2 separate regions of the Lactuca sativa genome follow, and region 1 is linked to region 2. Evidence: chromatin contacts called from public Hi-C data. All regions are on one chromosome and are shown on one strand. The core of a region is the stretch at or near the end of the contact, and the rest is flanking DNA. Distances in the headings are between cores, read along the strand shown. Region 1 holds the start of LOC111902021 (homeobox protein knotted-1-like 6). Region 2 holds the start of LOC111902017 (cysteine-rich receptor-like protein kinase 2).

The links. Hi-C and Micro-C count contacts between places; a contact is called where the count stands out from the background.
Region 1: a contact with region 2 is called in a Hi-C map of seed, with 5 times the contacts expected there. The contact joins the promoter of LOC111902021 here to the promoter of LOC111902017 in region 2. A contact is called at or near these places in 2 of 4 Hi-C or Micro-C datasets (leaf and seed).

Annotation. Positions count from the first base shown.
Region 1 is chr8:292,650,141-292,652,840 of Lsat_Salinas_v11, forward strand. It overlaps LOC111902021 (homeobox protein knotted-1-like 6), which reads right to left and starts at 1,297. Exons shown (of 5, transcript XM_023897893.3): 1 at 458-1,297; 2 at 45-167. The coding sequence starts at 817.
Region 2 is chr8:292,497,060-292,499,759 of Lsat_Salinas_v11, forward strand. It overlaps LOC111902017 (cysteine-rich receptor-like protein kinase 2), which reads left to right and starts at 1,280. Exons shown (of 7, transcript XM_023897887.3): 1 at 1,280-1,453; 2 at 2,000-2,700. The coding sequence starts at 2,135.

The DNA.
Region 1 (2,700 bases), core at 47-2,546, 150 kb after region 2:
GTGTAATCGAGTGATGGAAAATTCGAAGTAATGGAGAGACGAACCATGAATTCGTCGAGCTCAGGATCGACTCCTAAGCAAGTGGAAGCGGTTGCGTTTCGTTTACGAGCGCCATTTTCGAGACGGATATCATCCAACAAACACGCGATTTCCGGTGGCGCTCCTACCTGTGTAACAGAAAAAAGGCAACAATTAATAAGAATTTATTCATATATAGACGAAAATTTCGGTTGCCATTGAAGAATATTTATTTATAAATGTTAGATAAATCGAGGATTTAGCTAGGCTCGGTTAAATCACTCATATTACGCGTACGTTCATCGTCCACAAAAAAAGGTTAGTGATGCAAACTTAGTAGTTCCCTATTGGAATACTAATTTCGCAACGAAAAAGGAACAAAATGTTGAAGAAAACAGGAAAAAGCGCTTCAGAAATCGCGATATTTTGCTTTTAAAACCTTGTGGCAATCAATATAAGCATCGAGCAACTTGGAGTAGGAAGGATGAGACGCGATTTTGTGCTTGATTGTATCGCGAGAAGTATCATCATCATCATCGTTATCTCCGTTATTTTTTGCTTGAAGATCATGTTGTCGATTGGTTCGACGTTTTGGAAGAATAATCTGATGAGTAGTATCAATCGAAACCGCATCCGTTACGACTGAGGCAGCAGCAGATAGCAACTCATCGGATCCGTAAAACGGCCAGCTGTGATAGACGGGTGGATGAAATCCGTGGTGCTCCGACGGAAGAATCAGGTTGTTTTCCGGTGGAATTGTGTAATCGGATGTCGAGTGGAAGCCATACATTTGATCCATGACGATCACAAGTACCGATATATGATTGATTCTCTCAGAAACAAGAGAATGCCATGAGAAAATTCCTTTTTTCTGATGAGAAATTTGAGAGGATGGATGATAACTTAGTAGTGCGTTTATACATATATGTAAGTGAACATGATTTTAGGTTCGTGCTTTAGCTTTAGATTAGTTTAATTATTAGGCGACGCTTTTGGATTTGGTAGGGATTGAAGTTTGAAGATAAAATGAGAGAGAAACGGTTTCTAGAGAGAGAAAGGAGGATGAAGTCGGAGACTTTGGAGGTTGTGGAATGAACCGAAGAGGTAAAAACTGCTTTTTAGCGCATTTGTGTTTGAGCCATCAAGAACCATAGCCAATATGAAAGGAGGCGATTGTTTTCCTTTATAAAACTAAATATTCTCTTGTTTTTTTATTCATATAAAATCTATTAAATTTCTTTTTTACTTCTCTCTTTCAAAGATCAATAAAAACAAAAAAATAAAATGATATTTAATTTTTCGCTCGCTTATATCTTTCTTTCACTTTAAATAGATAAAATTTTAGAAAAATTATAATATTTTTGCAAAAGTTTTAATAAAGTCTTAAATTTTATTTTTTTAATAGAAACTTTTTAATCTTTTAAATAGAAAAGTTCAAAAAACCGACTAATTTATTAATTTTAATTATTTTTGACCTGTTCAGCAACCATGAGACAAAATTGTTAATTTTTCAAAAACAAATATACTTTTCTGTGTATTTCATCAAAACGAGTATATAACGTATAAATATACTTTTTAAATATTTATATCTATTTTTATATATTTATGTATTTTTTTAAATTTATTATATGTATATGTTTACGTATTTTTATGTATTTTAAATATATTAACGTGTTTTTGCATATATATATGTATTTTTAAGTAAATTTCACATATTTTTTTATAAATTTTTTTACGTTTAATATTTTAAATATTTATATCTATTTTTCCGTATTAATGTATTTTTTTAATTTTTATATGTATATGTTTATATTTTTTATGTATTTTAAATTTGTAAATGTATTTTTTTACATAATTATATATATTTTGAAGTATTTTCCATATTTTTTTTATTTATTTTTATGTATTATTTTTTAATTACTATGTATTTATGTATTTTTTTAAAGTTTTTTTTATATAAATGGTTATATATTTTTATGTATTTTAAGTGTATAAATGCATTTTTTATGTATTTATATGTACTTTTAACTATTTTACATATTTTTATGTGTTTTTTATTTATTACATATTTATATGTATTTTTATGTATTTATGTATTTTTTTTAAAGTCTTTTATATGGATGTTTATGTATTTTTATGTTTTTTAAATGTATAACTATATTTTGTTTTATATATTTATGTATTTTTTACTTCAAGCCTTTTTTTCACCATTTAATATAATTTGTATAATTTTCCCAAGTATGTCTGGATGGTTGAAATTAAACATCGCATGGGAAATGCTTAAAATATGTATGTATACAGAAAAAACCATCTTGACGTACTGAAAAAAGTTGTGCGAATTAAATGAAATTGTGAACATTCTTGAAGTAAAAAGATACATAAATATATAAAAATAATAAAGTTATATTTTTAAATACAGAAAAATACATAAACATCTAAATAAAAAATGTAGAAATAAGTAAAAATACGTATAAAAACGTAATACATAAAAACACATAAAAATACACAAAAAATATGTAAAATACTTAAAAAATACAAATAAATACGTAAAACAATATGTTTATACATTTAAAATACATAAAAATAAATATAAAAACTTTAAGAAATACATAAATACGTAAAAATACATATAAATACGTAATACATAAAAACATATATAAAATGTACGTAACATACATAAAA
Region 2 (2,700 bases), core at 30-2,529:
TTGTTCTCGATCTACCACTTGTTGGGTGACCCAACAATTTATAACTTACATTTAAAATATTCTAAGTGTTTTCAACAAGATATCATAGTTTACATATAGAAAGAAATTGACAGTTTATGTTAATTAAAACTCCCACGGTTATATGCCAAAACGTTTGATATGAAAGATGGTATTGATGATGTATTTGTTACAATGAGTTATATTGACAATATATAGACTTAAACTTTGATCTAACTTAGGAAAAGGCTAATTACAAAACATATATAAAAAAAAAGTTGATAAATTCTAAATGTCGTTAACACCCCTTCCACCCTCCCCCTTCTTTCAAACTCGGGGTGCTTGATGAGAGACCAATTTGACTTTGGAGAATTGTGACCATGCAGGAGAGCTTTGGTGAAGAGATATGTTTGATTAGTGGTAGAGATTGATAGAAGGCGAATAATATCATAAAGAACATGTTGGTGAACAAAATGAAAATCAATGTGTATTTGTTTGATACGTTCGTGAAAAATATCATTATGAGGTATTCAAATGACATTGTAGTTGTCGCACCAAAGAACTGTATTGGATGATTGAGCGATACCCATGCCAATCGAAGCCAAACAAGTTCTTGGGTGGTGTCAACAATAACACGATATTCAAGTTCTGTTGAAGAGCAGTCAGTGAGATATTGGTTATTATGCCTGAAGACAAGGGAGGAACCAAGGAAAAAACAATCACCCATTGTTGAGCGACGATCAATAGCATCTTCATTCCAATTAACATGAGAGTACCCACAAAGCTCCAAGGAGGATGCTGATGAAAAATGTAAGCCACAAAACATTCACCCTTTTATATATCGAAGAATTCTTACAACAATAATATAGCAAGAGGTACGTAGAGATGATATAAATTGACTAGCAACAGGAGTTGCATAGGCAATGTCCACACGAATGACAGTTAGGTAGACCAAAGAGCCGAACAATTGGCGTTATAAAGTAGCGTGAGGGAGCGGAGAATCATCGGTGGGAGCTTGAAAGAAACATTGAAATTCGGTATTGTTTGAAATTAAAAAAAAAAAAAAAACGAATTGGAATTTGATTTGGTATGAATTCAATTTCAATTTGATTTGAGTTTCAGTTTTTTCTGTTACAAACCAAATACATCTCACCCTAAGACAAAACAACTTAGAATTTTAGTATTTTTAGTATAGATACAGTAAAACAAAGAAAAAGAAAAAACTTTTTATAAATATATATATGCCAATCGATTTAGAAAATGGTTTTTTACCTAATAAACGTGTTGAAGGTCCAAATAGGTCAATAGCGTCAGCGTCAACAACCATTGAATAGAATGGATTCTTCAACCTGCAGCCAACCTTCCTGTCTGAATCATTCCGCTTTCCAAAAAAAAATCAACATTTGTACTCTCTTCTTCAACAGGGCTTCCATTCCAACTCAAACTGCAACAAATGGTAAGAATTCAAATCCAACACCTGCTCTATTCGATCCAGCAGCTGAATTTCTACTACAATCGATGCTGAAGTTCTATTCTTCCTTCCTCTCTCATTTTTTTTCCATCAGTACATTTGATTTGAATGTAAAACCATAATCGAAGCTGAAAATTTCAATTATGCTGGTTAGTTCTTTAATTCTTTTGAATTGATATCGTTTTTGCCTTTTTTTTTTCAAGTTTACTTTTGATCCAGACCTGCAAATTGCTATTTGCTCGATTTCAGTTTTGTTTCCAACCGATTATGTACTATCTGATTATATACTTTTGAGACTAAAATATATCTATTTTTTTATTGCTTGAATGAAATCGAATCTATACAAAAACGTTGGAATTCGTGAATTGCAATGAGCAAAATTAACTTATTCGATTGTGTGAACAAGTAAATTTCTACTTGAATTTTCTAATTTGGGAACATTGCAATAAATATAGTCCATGATATCATCATCATCTTTATCTTTGCTTCGACTCAAAGAATTTACCTAATTTACAATTGTTTGTTCAACAGCCTCACTACCAGAAGAAAACCTATTTTAGCAATTTCGTCTGCAAATGAAGAAGGAATCGAACCATATATCATATTCTCATAATCAACCCAGATCAACAAGTTCAATTCACTTCCGCTTTGAAGAAATCGATAGCAATGGAATCTATTCTTATCAACTTCATCATACTTTTACTTATAGTAACTACATCAGAGGGGGCTCCTAGAAACGAAATGATCCAATTATCATGCAATAATCAGATAGAAAACAACCCAATACTCTTCAGTTCAAACTTCATCCAAACAGCCGATAAGATCGGGACCCAAGTACAATCTTCTCTTCTCGGAACAGCAAATTCAGGCACAGGACCCGATGGTAATTTCGGGCTTTCTCAATGCTATGGCGATCTTTCTACAAGCGATTGCATCATCTGTTATGATTCAGCCCATTATCTTGTCTCCCGTTGCTTTCCTTACACTGGAGCTAGGGTTTATCTCGATGGCTGTTTTATGCGATTCCAGAACTACAGTTTCTTCGATGAGTATTCTGGACCTAACGACACTGCTGTTTGTGGGAATACCACAAGGAATAGTAACCCGTTTCAAGATTCAGTAAGACAAGCTGTTTTGAAATCTGTGACTGATGCGTTGACTAATGTTGACTATTTTGCAAGAGAAGTTACAGTTTCTGCAAATGGAAATGAATCAGTTTATGTAATGGCACA